Regions from separate parts of the Mus musculus genome. Here all the other regions are linked to region 4. A link is a contact called in public Micro-C and promoter capture Hi-C data. All regions are on one chromosome and are shown on one strand. The core of a region is the stretch at or near the end of the contact, and the rest is flanking DNA. Distances in the headings are between cores, read along the strand shown. Region 1 holds the start of Ddb2 (damage specific DNA binding protein 2). Region 2 holds the start of Pacsin3 (protein kinase C and casein kinase substrate in neurons 3). Region 3 holds the start of Madd (MAP-kinase activating death domain). Region 4 holds the start of Chrm4 (cholinergic receptor, muscarinic 4).

Region 1 (3,559 bases), core at 354-2,853, 690 kb before region 4:
ATCTTAAAGATCACAAAATAACATCAGGGCTGGTGAGATGGCTCAGCTGTGGTTAAGAGCACTAACTGCTCTTCCAGAGGTCCTGAGTTCAATTTCCAGCAACTACATGGTGGCTCACAACCATCGGAAATGGGATCCGATGCCCTCTTCTGGTGTATCTGAAGACAGCTACAGTGGACTCATACATTAAATAAAATAAATCTTAAAAAAATAAAATAAGAGCTATCCAAATACAGTGGTGTATAACTGTAATCCTAGCACTCAGAAGCTGCAGCATACTTGGATTGGAGGCCAGCCTGGGCTATAGAGCAAGACTCTGTATTTAAAGAAATACTAAATAATGTCATGAGCAACCATTACTTGAGTGGAAACCAGAAGAATGCAGTAAGGTTTAGAAAAGTTCCAAATTGATTAGGTGGCTTCAAGGAAGAGAGGTAAATCAGAGTATAATAAAAATAAGCCGGGAATGGTGGCACACGCCTTTATTCCCAGCACTTGGGAGACAGAGGCAGGCGGATTTCTGAGTTCTGAGGACAGCCAGGGCTACACAGAAAAACCCTGTCTCGAAAAACTAAATAAATAAATAAATAAATAAACAAACAAACAAATAAATAAAACAACTCTGAATTACCAAGCCCTTCTGGTGGACCCAATCTATAAGTCCTTTTTTTCTCTTGACAACTTTCCTTTCTTTTCATGGCTAAAACCACTCTTATCAATTTATCACATTCCTTATAGCCCCAGGTTCAAGTCCTGGTAAACCTCTGAGAATGCGCTTTCTGAAGAAAGGAGGGAGGGAATTTCAGACTCTCAGAGCTAACATAACCGAGAGGCTATGAAAGGGAGGATTACTTTGAAACAGTAGATGTGTAAAACTTCTGGAACAAGGAAAGTGGGGACTGTGGCTTTTACGGTGATGGCACTCATCTGACTCTTTCTGTCACCTGGGGTAGAGGTGGGGGGGCTGTTCAACTTAAAACTCTCTGCTGTCAATGAACTGGCCAATAAAACCAGTCGGCAGCGTGTGGCTCAGTGGCAGCCCACTTGCTGAGAGAACTGGAGGCCTGGGTTCGAACCCTCGATCTCCCAAATAAAATCACAGCCTGAGGCGACAGAAGCCAAGAACTGCTTCAGAAGCCCAGGCACAAGCACCCACCACCCCAGCTTCAGCCTCTGGCGCGAGCACCCTGAACCCCCGGAAAGCTAAGGCAGCAGCACAGGCCGTACCGGGACCCTGCACACGCAGCTTCTTGGCTTCGGGCTCCAGCTCCTGAGGACCTCTGCGACTTTTGCTCCTGAGGAGCACCGCAACGTCGGGGGACTTCTGGGTTTCTGGGCATTTCTTGGGAGCCATGACGTACTCGGTGAAGAGATATCAAGCTCTGTGGCAAAATAACGAAGCAAGGAGTGGAAAAGCCTCCGTGGAGAAAACAGGAAGGGACTACGTATGAGGCAGCGCCGTCGCAGGTAGCGCAGCTAAGACACCTTCGCGCCAAACGCTCCTCCGGGCTGCTTTACTTTTAGCCCCGCCCCGTCCCCTCAGGGCTGTCCCGCCCCTTGGAACTGCCCCGCCCCCTCGGGATTGCCACAGTAGGGGGCTGTCTTGCCCCCGGAACTGCCCCGGACTGCCCCAACCCCTCGGGCACGGCCCGCCCCCGGCCGCTCCTCCTCTTCCGGAGTAACGTGTGCAGCTCACAGGGAGGGTTTTTTATTTTAACTCCCTAGGAGCTGGGCCTTGGCTTGTGCTGGATCTGAAGAAAGCCGATTATTTGAACCTGAGGAGGGAGCGCTGGCCGTAAACCCTGCATGCTGGAGGCGGAGCCAGGCGGCGTTTCAGGCCAGCCTGGTGTACACGTTCCAGCAATCCGGTGACCTACGCAGAGAAACCCTGTCTCGAAGAACAACAAAGAGAGAGAGAGAGAGACAGAGACAGATAAAAGTAGGTAGTTTATGTCTTAAAAAGAGCAAAGATTCAAGTGTGGCTAAATATTTCTCATTTCCCCCATTAATAATAGGTGTCTCTAGGGCTGGAGAGATGGCTCAGTGGTTAAGAGCACTGACTGCTCTTCCAGAGGTCCTGAGTTCAATTCCCAGCAACCACAAGGTGGCTCACAACCATCTGTATTGGGATCTGATGCCCTCTTCTGGTGTTTCTGAAATGACAGTGTATTAAATAAATAAATCTTAAAAAAAAAAAAAAAGTGCCTCTGATTACCCAATCACAGCCTTAGCATTTGATTCTTTCCTCTCGCTTTACAGATGAATGTATTTTACCTCATACTATAGAAAAGAGCTGTATCTATGGTGGCAGGCTCTGTGTAATTCCCAACACTGAGGAGGCTGAGGCATGAAGAGTTTGCCTGGACTACACTGATATCTTGTAAGGATCAGATAAGAGTGAGAAAATCTGGGGCTGGAGCGATGGCTCAGCGGTTAAGAGCACTGACTGCTTTTCCAAAGGTCCTGAGTTCACATCTCAGCAACGACATGGTGGCTCACAACCATCTGTAATGAGATCTGACTCCCTCTTCTGGAGTGTCTGAAGACAGCTACAGTGTAATTATTTATAATAATAAATAAATCTTTAAAAAAGAAAAAGAGTGAGAAAATCTGGCATGCTATTGCACAGCAAGGTGACAGCAGACAATGGGTTTGCTGTATATTTTCTAAAGGTAGAAAGGTTTTGAATGTTTTCACCACAAACGATATCTGAGAAGATGTGCCTAACCCAATTTAAAGAATACAATATGTGTGTGTCAAAAGTAATGTATTCCTTATGAAGATGATACTTACATAAACATATGTAAAATTTATATGTTTTAATGTAGTTTAATTTTATTTTAAATTAAAATGATGCTCTAGAAGAAAATAAAAAGCTGAACCCAGCACCAATAATGGGGATGTCCTAAGATGTGCTTAAATTAAGAATTGTAGCTTAGTGGCTGGAGAGATGGTTTAATGGCTAAGAGAGCTTGCTGCTTTTTCAGAGGACCTGAATTCTGTTCCCAGTACCCAGGCAGGTGGCTCACAAATACCTATATGTAACTCCAGCTCCAGAAGACCAGACACCCTTTTCTGGACTCTGCAGGCAGATGCAGCCATATATACACATAAGCACATAAAGAAACATGTATACACATAAGTAAAAAAAAAAAAATTACAAGCTGGTCAGTGGTGGAATATGCCTTTAATTCCAGCACTTAGGAGGCAGAAGTAGGTCTAGTCTGCAGCGCTAGTTCCAGGACAGCAAAGGCTACAGAGAAACACTGTCTGGAAAACCTAAATAAGTAAATAAATAGCCAAGGCTGCAGAGAAACCCTGGGAAAACAAAACAAAGAAATAAGTAAACCCAGCAGTGGTGGCGCATGCCTTTAATCTCAGCACTTGGGAGGCAGAGGCAGGCGGATTTCTGAGTTCAAGGCCAGCCTGGTCTACAGAGTGAGTTCCAGGACAGCCAGGGCTACACAGAGAAACCCTGTCTCGAAAAACAAACAAACAAAACAACAACAACAACAACAAAAAAGAATCCTAAAAAAGTTGTAAGATATTAACTAGGAAG
Region 2 (3,518 bases), core at 573-3,072, 670 kb before region 4:
GGAAACCAGATGTTTTCCACTGCACATCCTTTCCTCCCTGTGGTCTGATGAACAGCCTCCTATCCTGAGCCTCCGTATCCTGACATCCCCACATCCCAGAGCCTAGCTGCCAACTTTATTTTTAATGAGGTTTTAATAGGCCGCTTCTGTAATTAATTTCATTCTTGTATTTTCACACTTTCTGTCTAGGTGCCTAAACGCCCCCAGGCGCTAGGTGCGATGTTAACTGATTCCAAATAATGCAAAGCACCATGGCTGTGATTAGACATTTCCCAAGCCCCTCTCATTTGCAGTTGTTTAACAATCATTAATTAACTGGGGCACACGGCCCAGTGGTAGGTCAGCTGGGTTACCTGTCAGGTTTTATAGAGGCAGAAAAAGATAAAGAGAAAAGATTTGCCCAAGCCTTAAGAGAGTGGGAGTTGAAATTGGTTTCAGAAACCACATCCTCAGGTTTCAAATCTCCTATTTGAGATTTGCTACAACGCGCGCGGCCAGAGTCCTCAGGCCACGGGTGATGCTCGTCTTTGAGACAACACAGGCAACTAAAGGAGACCATTTCACGCTCCTAAGTCAGCCCCCAGCAGCTGGTGTCACTCCTAAGTTACCGTTGTTATCCTCAGCCGCCCCTCTTCCCATTTTGTGAGTGGACTCTACTGAGCAAAGAACACACGTCAGTGATTCCTTCCAGATTTAGAAACAACACGATTTTGTTATTTTTAAAGTTGTCTTTTAAAAAATCCGCGCGCGCACGTACTCACACTTCTAAGGGCGTGGAGGGGGCTGGGTTGGAAATGTGCGTGCTGGATAGAGAGCAGCTAGGCCGGTTGCTTCCCAGAGCGCGCACGGTCCCCTAAGGGGCGGTCCCTTGGGCTCTCCAACCCGGAGCGAACTGTGACTCCAGGACCCCTGAGCACCAGAGGCCTGGGACCCCGCTGGCCCGCGTTCCCTCCTGTCTCTCGGGTCAGGGGCACCGCTGCGGGGTCACCCGGCTCAGGAGAGAGCAGGAGGGGCGGAGAAGCCGAGCAGGTGGAGATTAGGTCAGCCTCAGAACATTCTTGGACCGCTCCAGTGAATATAAATAACAGACCCACAAGCTCTGAAATCCCGAGAGGCTGGGGGTGGAGCAGTGAAGAAGGGATCTATTTAGGGTGGGGTGGCATCGAGACGATTCGGAAAAAGTCTACATTGAACTAGGAGGTGAGACCAAGGGATTTAAAGATATGTTGAGATAGAAAATCTGAAACCGTGAACACGGAGGGGGAGGAGTTCGTGTTTTTTTGTCCCACTCCCACCGCGTGTTTGTCTCAGGTCTCGGAATGCGCGCTAAAGCTGCAAGCAGAGCTGCTCTAGGTAGGCATGGCTTTTCTAGTCTCGCTTCGGCCGGACTAGAGATCTTGGGCAGATAACCGCTGAAGGTATCTCTAACCCTCATTCAAGGTTACAAGGAGTGGGTGGTTATGAATCTGTCTCCCTGTAGCTAACCTCTAACTTTCTAGGTGCTCTCAGCAAAGAATGCCCCCTCAGTTTTGTCCCCGAATTCCACCCTAATGATTAGTGTGCAAGTTCCCGCTCATTCCCACCGGCCTCCTAGTCTCTGGAAAGGTCGGAGAGCGACAAAGCTCACAGCTCTCTGGTAGCCTCGCTGCACCTCCTTAGACTATTGGCTCCAGCTTTCTCTGCACCCGGGGAGCAGATCCTATGGCTCGCATCCCGAGCCACCTGGCGCAGGGATGCCTGCAGTCCCCGCTGCGGGGATGCTGTCGGTGGGGTTGGGGCGGCGGCTCCGCGGAGAGGGCGGGCCCGGGGGGCCGGGCTTCCCGGGGGAGGGCCCGAAGCGCTCCAGGAGGCGGTGGCCCGGACCCGGGAGTGGTAGGACTCCGAACTGAGCGTGGCCAGATCCCCCTAACCCACCGAGGGCCCCTGAGAGGACACGGTGAGTGCTTTGGAGGGGGAGCTGGGGGGCACGGCGGCGGCATGGTGGCTCTAGCTTGCTCTTTGGTCCTTCGACTCCTGAAGTTGGCAATGGGACGGACTCCCGCGCCGGAGACCCCGGCCATTGGCTGCCACTGAGCGCAAGGCCATCTCATCTCCTACGCTAATTAGGCGTTTCTTCAGGCCAGCCAGGGGAAATGGGGCGTCCAGCTGGAGGAGCAAATCATCTCTCAGGGTGCCTAGAGGGTCCCCAACTGCTCTCCTTGCGCCCGTTCTGAAGTCCTAGAAGGGGCCTCTGTAAAAAGCCCGCCCCCCGCCCCTTCGCGCCACTATCTGTATGGCTAACCCTAGTAGGCAGCGCCCCTTCCCCGCTGCAGTAACCAGCTGGCCCCACCTCCCCACCGAGACCAAGTTCAACAAGTTTGTCCAAGAAGTCCTAGAGCCTCCATGTCTAGGCCTGGCTATGCCTATCCTGTGGCTGGCTCCACCGGCTTGGAGTTGTTCAACACCGAGCCTTCTGGGATCCGGAGGTGGTTTGTCGGGTGGCGCTGTCTATAAGGGTGGAGGCCAAAGACCGGCAGCCCCTGAGTTCTGTGATTTGGTGTGGAGGTTAGGAGTGCGTCATCAGCGAGCAGGCACCTCAGCCGGCAGGTCGGGTTTCCAAAAGTGCCCCTTTGTTATGCCCCTCCCTGGCTCTGCCTCCTCCCCCTTTCTTTGAGCCACCCCCTCCCCCATCCTTCCAAAAGACTGTGCCAGTCTCTTGATTTTAAGCGCCCCTCTCTGGTTCAGCAGCCAGACCCTCCTGCACCTCTAAATCCAAGTCTACAGGCTGACTGGGAGAGGCTGCTGGGGAAGCCCTTGGGCGCAGCCTGTGACTCAGGACACAGGACTGGGCTGGGCAGGATAGCTTTGCTCTCTTCCAGGCCTGTGTCCCCAGCTACTGGAAAAGGGTGGGGGCTGGCTTATGTGTAAGAAAGGAACAAGGCAGAAACCTTTGGAGCTCAGGTGGGGAGAGTGGGCTCTGTCCTGAAGCCCAGAACTCCCAGTTCAGCACTAGCGGCTGGGAAGAGACCCTGCCAGTGTCCCAGAAGCCTTCTGACAGGCTAAGTGGAGAGCCTGGGCTGGAAAGATTTTAACTACCTGTTCTTGCTCTCTGACCTCTTGCTGTGGTAGGATGTGTTCACTCAGATGTGGGTCTCTGCTAATGTCAGGAGGCACAAGATGCCAATCCTCCTCAACAGGGCCCAAGGTGCCAGGTCCACCCCAAGAGCTCGATGAAGCCGGGGTGCCGGGCCTGCCTGTGCCTGGGGCTCCAGCTAGTGTTTGCTCTGTGAGGCCTGAGGGAGCTGTGCCAGCACTGCACACACAGCCTGCTCTGTTCTGGGGCCAGGGAGAAGGAACGGGTTGGGGGCAGCTCTCCTGGGAGCCGGGAGCAGGAGACTGGAGTAGGCAGGGCCCCCCAGGTCCTGGATGGCTCAATGATTTATAATTACTGCTCCCCACCACCCTATCTGGCTGGCAAGCCATTCTGGATAAGTGGGGCTGACTCAAGAGGAAACAAGGTGGAGAGCTAGTGGAACTTG
Region 3 (3,907 bases), core at 54-2,553, 740 kb before region 4:
TAAGCACACACAGGGATGTCAGGGTACTGTTGCGGGAGCGGCTGCCCGCTTTTGCCCTACGTTTGCCCCGAGGAGACTGGTTTACGTCAGGAGTGGAGTCAGCACTAGGCGGCTGCAAGGTTGAGCCACTCTCTGAGCTCCCAGCGGCAGCCTCTTCTGAGGCACCAGAGGTGTGAGCGCCTTCCTTCCCACGGGGTCCTGCTCCGCCTTCCACCTTTTCCTTTGGCATTCGCTTTTGGAAGGAACGGTAGAAGTTGACACAGATGCCATAGCGGGTGACTCCGGTGTCCTTATCGGTTAGGGTGAAGACAAAAGAGGTATCGTCCCGAAGGCTCATCCGCCGCTGCCGCACACTCAGACATCCTTCTGGCTGGCAGAAGAACACCACATCTGGGGGCAGGGGGAACTCTGGGTGATCCTCTAGTGGGTACCTCCGCAGCAGCTCAGGAGTCTGAGCCACACTGTCACTGCTTGGGTGCCTGAAGGACATAAAGGCACACTCAGCAACCCAACAGCATGGAACATGCTATCACACTTGAACCACAATCAACAGATGAAGCTCAAAGGCACTTTAGGAAAGAGTTTAACTGACAGACTGAAGTCCACACTGTCATGAAGACACTATCCTGAAAGTTTCAACAAGAAAATCATCACTAGCACCTCAAGATGATCAGCACCTTAGCTAAAAGATTACCTTAGGAATCTAGGTAGACAGAGAAGTACAGAGTGCTTTCCCCTTTTGACAGACTATGAAAACGGGCTATAAAGAATATATTTGCTCGAAACCCATAAAGTATGAGTTAAAATAACAGCATTTGTTTGTTTATTTATTTATTTATTTTGGTTTTTCAAGACAGGGTTTCTCTGTGTAGCCCTGGCTGTCCTGGAACTCACTCTTTAGACCAGGCTGGCCTCAAACTCAGAAATCTGCCTGCCTCTGCCTCCTGAGTGCTGGGATTAAAGGCGTGAGCCACCACGCCCGGCAGCATGTATTTATTTATGAGAGATAGCATACATAAAGTGGAACACAAAACATGTAACAAGAACATAAAGCAATAGGACAGAATAAGATATTCAAAGCAACATGGAAATAAGGTCTGGGAGTAACAAGACATTGTGGCTGCCACAGAGAACAAGACAGTTATTGGTCTTCTTGGTTACCTCGCCCCTACGATCACGAGATAGTCAAGTAACCGAGGGCAGAACTTCTTTTGCACCATGGTTCCGATTTGTCAGTTCATTGCAGAGAAACTTCAGGGCACTGAGCAAGAAGCCAGCATTCCCAGGAGGAATTCTGATATAATCTGAAAATCCAATAGGGGGAAAAGTACTGATAAATACCCAGTGCTACGCCTAAGGGACTCACCCTTCTCAGGTTCATCTCAGCAAGGGGCGGAGGTCAGAGGCTTCCACTTCTGAACTCACGATAGAATCTGACGCTTGCTTTCCCTGCTGGCTGTCCACGTTTATGAGCTTCCAGAGTCAAATTTCAAACGGAATAGGGTTGAGGCTATCGCTTAGTGATCAAGGACTTATCTAGAATGGATGGGGCCCTAGTTCCAATCCTCAGCACCCAAAAAGGAGACGAGGAGCTGAAAAAATAACAGCTCAGACTATAGCTAGCTCATCTCCAGCCGAGTTTCTGAGACTCTGTTTCAGTCTAATCTAGAGTGAAGAATTATAACAACAACAAAAAATTACTTTCAGGGCTACTCCGGGGCGGGGGGGGGGGGAATCAAGATAAAAGCAGATTCTTTATACAGCACTAACCTGGGCTTTTACGTCTACATGGAAACTTGATTATTCTGTCTCATTGAGTAGCATTCAGCCTGATGGGTAACTATCACACAGACTTTCCAGTTAATTGCACTCAGACAGTAACAACAGCTGCATACTGTTCATGTGATCTCACATGGAAAAGTCCATGTCCCAACTGTCTCATCTCTAACCAGTTTTCCCACTTCAAGATAGAAAGGGGGCCAAGCAGCTACTGCTGCCTCCTCTGCCCTTGGTGCTGAACCACAGCTCTCGACTATTCGGGTCTCTGGATCAGAGTCAGTAATACAATGCATTCCCAGGAGGCCTGGTCTTTCTCTATCTTGTAGGGATTGTGAATTAGGGACGGAAAATACCAGGGTTTCTACAAATTTAGGGGAAGTGTCTAAAGGAATTTCTAAATGTATTCGAAATCAATTATTTCCTGGGGGCCAGAGAAATGGCCCAGCAGTTACAAGCACTCATGACTCTTCCAGAAAGCCTAGGTTCAGCTCTGAATACTGGCACTGGGTGGCTCATCACGGCCTGTGATGCTAGTTCCCGGTAAACTGTGGCTCTTCTCAGTGCTACACTGACAGAGTGCACACATGCATGCTCAGGCACACGCGTGCATAAAAGAAACAATTATATCTTTCACACTTGATCTTAGCCAAAAGGCTGCGAGGCGATAACAATTATACTTTCCAAAGAATCTATATTTTTATTAGATTTTCATAGACTTCTAAATAAAATGTTTCACTCCTGTATAGGGCATTTCCAGGGCTCCAAGATTTTGCTTCTATGGCCTGAGACTTTGTTCACTGTACACACACATGCACACACACACACACACACACACACCACACACGTAAACATGCACTTCATTTGACTCCCATACTACAGACATAGATAGTGCCTGTGTTGTGGGTACTACTTGCTTTAGATAATTAGTTCTTTTATTTTGTTTCCTCCTCGACCCACAAACAAGACCTAGTTACAGTACCTCTGGTGTCCTTAAAACACAGTTCCCTCTTTCCCCCTTGCTCCCAATAGAGGACCCATAGGTAATAGGATTCAGTTTTGTCTCCATAGCGACTCTGGCTCCCAGAACTATTTATAGCAGAGTCATAGCCCCTCCCCTGCTTGGTGACCAAACCATGCTAGCAGCTGCTACTCCAAACCCAGCCATGGCCTATAGCATCTCATTCCCCCTAGCCCTGGAGATGCTGATTCCAAAGACAGCACCTACTAAGAATCAGGTTATCTCCGCTTCTGTCCGTGTTTTTTTTTTTTTTTTTAATCCCACGTTCAGCTTTTAATAGAAATAGTTCTTCACCATCAAGTTCCTGAGCATGCCACACATTCAGTCATTTCTGGGGTTCATCACTCTTAATAATCCTAAACAATCCTCTTGTTCTCCCAACTACATGAACATATTGCATGAACATATTGCAAAAGTGGAGCTCCCTTATAGAGCTGGGCTCCCTTCCTCCTAAGAGAAATGAAGCTATGAAATAGGACACAGGCAAAAGCCATACTGGGTTCTATACGGACATATCTACCTATAAGCAAGCCAGATTCACCTCTGTATTAAAGCACCTTACCATAAAACAGAATTTGTAGGACCAGAGGCTGGATCTTTAAAACAGGTTTACATTGAAAACCAGAAGCATCATCCTGACTAAAATCTCAGAGAGACAGAGACAGAGAGAGAGAGATTGAGAGAGAGAGAGAGAGAGAGAGGGGGGGGGTTGAGAGAGAGAGGTTGAGAGAGGGGAGCTGAAGCTTTCTCTTAATAGTAAATTAATTATAGGGACCTCTCTAGTGTTAGCGAGATGAAGCCCCTCTCCAAATTCAAGTCAATTGCCATATTCTACAGTTCTCCTTTCAGAGCTGCAAGAACCCGAGACCTTGGGACTATCCTAGCTAGCAGTGGCAGAATGTATTTTTAGGCTCAATTCGTATCCCATCAATAGCCAGTGACTTCAGATACTCAGGCGACAAAGATAATCACCACTGTCCTTCTCTGCCTTCCCCACAGACTCTAAATCCTCTACCACCACCTCTAACTCATTCAGTCTTCACAACCAAGAGGGCCCAGACTCTACCTCCTGCCTCAATCTTATTTACTAATGTAAAGCCCCGAGCTCTT
Region 4 (3,794 bases), core at 736-3,235:
GTGACTAACAGCCAAGGTACACACAGCTGGGTCTGTCATCAACACAGAAGTCAAGGCACAGGGGAAACCGAACATGCTCTCTAGTTGATTGCAAACAGGATATAAAGAGGGTTTGTGATATAGTGGTCTAAAAGTGAGCATGCCTTAACTACCCGTTCTGATTGGTTAGTCATACCTTGTCTCCACACCAGTTCCTTAGGAAGTCCACATCCAGGGAGAGCCTCCTTAGTGGTAAGCCTTTGCAGGACCCCTTACACATTACAACCACATGGTGTCAGCAGGATAAAGACTGGTAGTCCCTTAAGAAAGCGTTCCAAGACCCAGTTAGAACAAAGAAAGCAGAGAGACTAAATTGGGTCCCCTAGTTCCAGCTCAGCTTTCCAGAGTTCACCCGTGAGCTCTGAGATGTAGGTGGGTGAGGTAAAGGCCCAGGCTTCACAGATTGCATTGGCTTTGCCCGTGGTTGGAGGCGTTTTTGTTTTCTGGACCCTCCTGTCCTTAACAAGTCTCCTCATTTGACGGCTTAACATTCTGCCCTCTCCCATACACACAACACTTTCACTCTCCCAAGAGCACCCTGCTCCTGGCCCCCAGGGAGGGGGATATGGTAAAGTGGAAGATGTCGGTAACAACTGAGCCTCTCCTCTCCTGTGAAGTGGGGGCAAGAACAATAGCACTTCCTTCATTTTTTCCTTCAGAGGATCATGGAAGACCAAAGCGCCCATGGGAGGGAAGATGGCTTCTCACACTAGCCTGCCCTCAACTTTGTCCAATGTTGACGTCCCTCTCTTCAGCATGGAGAAACCTGAACCAGGAGCCTTCTCTCACGGACTCTAGCTCAAGTCTCCACTCATTCATTCTCTGTTCCTAACTCCTCTGTCGTTACAAAGCTATCCCTACCACTACCACTGTCCCCAGGAGCCCCTACCAGCCCTTGCAGGAGAGTAGAGGAGAGCTGAGACTCAGGTGGTTTTTCCAAGAAGTCAGCCGGCTTAAAGTTAATTGGCTGTTGACACTCAAGAAGCTTTGTGGGTGACCGGTACTCAGGACCCCGGGCGCGAAGGGGTGCATTCAACCCTGGCTGGCGGGTGCTTGATCTGAGCAACTGGCCTTCGCACCAAGGACGTGTGGGGCTGTCCGAGGTGCTGAACCTGCCTACTTTGGGCCTTAGCCTAGTACTGTTGCGGGAGGTCTAGGAGACTGGACTTTCCTTCATGGCCTGTTCTGTCCCAGGTGACCTTGGGCACCTGGCTTCCCCACATAGGCAGCGATGAACTCATTCGCGGCTGGATAGGAGACTCGTGCCATCTTCAGTCTCACAGCTAATGCGCGTCCCTTCCCGGGCGTGGAGAGTGACAAGATCTTTAGCCAGGGTAGATGCTCGCCTGTCCAGTCTCACCTGCTCTTCCCCAGGCCCCGACGGCTGCAGTCTTTTGGCTGTCCAGCGGCTATCAGGCAGCGCTCTGTCCCGACAGAAGCACGTTGCTAGATCTGCCCCGCCGCACACCAGGGGCCTGTTGGGGCCAAACCCTCAAGACCAGGATTTAACCTCAGGCGGAACGACGAAGGGGCTACAAGCCGTGGAGAGGTTCGAAAACACTTCGGTGTCCAGAGTGCGTGGTTAGGGCGGAGGCGGGGCTCATAGCCAAGCTTGGCCGCCTGGTTCTTCCCCAGCCCGCGAGGGGGCGCCTAGTCCCCATGACAACGCGGACAGCCCCCACCCCACCCCCCGGAGGGCAGAGCCGGAGGCTAATCCTCCCTGGCGACTGTGGGCGGTGCCCTCGGTGCTGGAGTCCGGAGTTGCGGGCCATCTCCCGGGAAGGGTGTGAGCATCAAGGGTGCCTGACACTCCAGGTGGTGACCCCCGCGCGTCGCCGCTGGGTGACCGGCCCCGGGCGGGCGGTGCGTCCCCACCACGATTGGCTGCTTCCCTGTGACATCACGCGGCTCGGAGAAAAGTGCGAGCGTGAGCGCGAGTCGGAGCCACAGCGCCGGGAGCTGCAGGCGAAGCAGGGGCCGCCCCTTGGCACCCTGTCCCCGCCCCCGGCCCCCGGCCCAGTCGCCCACCCCACCGACTCGCAGGGCCTCTGGCTAGTTCCGCCGTCTGTCCGGCGCCAGCGGAGCAAGACAGAAGCAGCGGGTGAGTAACTCCGCGGAATCGCGGGGGCGGGGGGCTTCTATGCAAGATGAGGATGTAGGGTTCTGGGACCCCCTGAAGGTCTCCAGAGGTGGGTCGGGCTGGAACAGGGCCCCAGACCCCTTTGAAAGGCAAGCGCGGTGCGGAAGGGGCGGAGAGCTCAGAGATGGGGCACCCCTCTGGAAGAAGGACCCCAGGTCTCTAAAAGGTTTCTCTAGGTGAACCTCTAGGGATTGGTGATCATTGAGAAGGCTAGGGGAGGAATAGTCCCAGCCCACAGCCCAACCCCGAAGCAGAGCAGCCGTCGGGTCAGGACCCACACTCCCTCACTCCCTCCCGTTGGCTCTTCTTCAAGGCGCCGGAAGATGAAGCCCCAAAGCGCCCGTTTCCCGCCCGTCTCCCTGCCCTCCGTTCCCACCTTGGCCCACCGGGAGCCTCCAGTACGCTCTAGCCCGTTGGAGTCCTCTGTCCGCGACCTTGAGCCCCGACGGAAAACACCCCTGTTCTCTCCTGTTTCCCTTCCCCCTCTCCAGGAGTACCCTCTCTTTTACTCATCCGGGGAGATACATCTCCCAGCCCTCCACCCTCCCAGCTCTTAGAGGAAGTGTTAGGCACAATGATTTGGCCCAATATCCAGCACCCCTCTCTCTTCCCCTAAAGTACAGAGGCTTCTCTCCGCCTCAGGAACAGTCCTGGGGGCCATAGCTTTCCTGAAGTGATCACTTAATAATCGAAAATCTACCCCACGGGCGCCCAGAGCACCCTTTCCCGACTTGTCCCCAGCAGGGGTAGGGGCTCGAGAACCCGCGGAAGCACATTGCCCACGCCCAGAGACTACAGGAACTGCGTGCCTGGGGGTTGATGGGAGGGCGGGGCATCGGAGAACCTTGGCCCTTTCGACCAGGACCCAGACGTGATGGAGCCGGGAGATGGGCCCAAGGGTAAGCCCCGAGATTGTCTTTGAGATAGACCTGAGCCCACAGCTTGGGAACTCGGTGCCTATTTTGACTGACAGGACTAGACAGGGCCTCTCCAGGGGTTGCGGGTTGAAGAGTGAAGAACAATTTTACCCTCCTGACCCAGGCCTCGACTGGGCTCCCCGTTTGGAGGCTCTACCCCTGCCCTCAATGCGTAGGGCACATCAAACTGAGCTCGGTGACCCTCACGGCTCGACGACTATCGCAGAGGCTTCTCGACAGAAGTCAGCCCACTGCTGGGACTGCACGCTCTCCATTCTTGACGATGCAGTTAGGACCAGGTGCCTGGGGCCACTAAGATAATGGTTCCAAAGTCAGGGTTTCTTCGCAGCCCAAATTTTGCTCCTTTCTCAACCCTTTCCCCACCCACAGACCGGGCGCTTGCCGGTGGTTCCCGCCATGGGAACTGGTCATTCGCTGATAGTCCAGCATTTGCTCCCGCACACAAATTCGCGGTTACGGCCACCCAAGCTCTATGGCCAGACACGCACACACATGCACACGCACGTGTCCACATGGCGCTGGTATGCTCACACGTTCAAAGGCGCACCGGTATCCAGGCGTGGCGGGGCGCACACTGGCACATGCAAACAGCTACTAGTGTCTACTCGAGCTCCCGAGTAGTCACACACAAACACAACTCGCACTCGTTTTCCCACCTACACGTTCCTTGATGGGTG

The links. Promoter capture Hi-C pulls out the DNA fragments that hold promoters and counts their contacts. A called contact is a pair of places that touch in the nucleus more often than the background predicts.
Region 1: a contact with region 4 is called in a promoter capture Hi-C map of liver, with 2.4 times the contacts expected there. The contact joins the promoter of Ddb2 here to the promoter of Chrm4 in region 4. A contact is called at or near these places in 2 of 39 promoter capture datasets (both in liver), 2 of 484 Hi-C or Micro-C datasets (both in embryonic stem cells) and 1 of 115 datasets of contacts at active chromatin or transcription factors (pancreatic cancer cells).
Region 2: a promoter capture Hi-C map of the HPC-7 cell line shows a contact between it and region 4, with 2.3 times the contacts expected there. The contact joins the promoter of Pacsin3 here to the promoter of Chrm4 in region 4. A contact is called at or near these places in 7 of 39 promoter capture datasets (the HPC-7 cell line, cranial neural crest, embryonic stem cells and 3 more), 2 of 484 Hi-C or Micro-C datasets (both in embryonic stem cells) and 1 of 9 other capture datasets (pancreatic islet).
Region 3: a Micro-C map of embryonic stem cells shows a contact between it and region 4, with 2.4 times the contacts expected there. The contact joins the promoter of Madd here to the promoter of Chrm4 in region 4. A contact is called at or near these places in 1 of 39 promoter capture datasets (embryonic stem cells) and 1 of 484 Hi-C or Micro-C datasets (embryonic stem cells).

What each region holds. Positions count from the first base shown.
Region 1 is chr2:91,235,463-91,239,021 of GRCm38.p6, forward strand. It overlaps Ddb2 (damage specific DNA binding protein 2), which reads right to left and starts at 1,604. Exons shown (of 10, transcript NM_028119.5): 1 at 1,228-1,604. The coding sequence starts at 1,354. A330069E16Rik (RIKEN cDNA A330069E16 gene) reads left to right here and starts at 1,684. Exons shown (of 2, transcript NR_015464.1): 1 at 1,684-1,939; 2 at 2,260-2,895.
Region 2 is chr2:91,254,991-91,258,508 of GRCm38.p6, forward strand. Pacsin3 (protein kinase C and casein kinase substrate in neurons 3) reads left to right here and starts at 1,823. Exons shown (of 11, transcript NM_001289678.1): 1 at 1,823-1,936.
Region 3 is chr2:91,178,018-91,181,924 of GRCm38.p6, forward strand. It overlaps Madd (MAP-kinase activating death domain), which reads right to left and starts at 1,304. Exons shown (of 35, transcript NM_001177720.1): 1 at 1,162-1,304; 2 at 1-479. The coding sequence starts at 1,220.
Region 4 is chr2:91,920,204-91,923,997 of GRCm38.p6, forward strand. Chrm4 (cholinergic receptor, muscarinic 4) reads left to right here and starts at 1,986. Exons shown (of 2, transcript NM_007699.2): 1 at 1,986-2,140.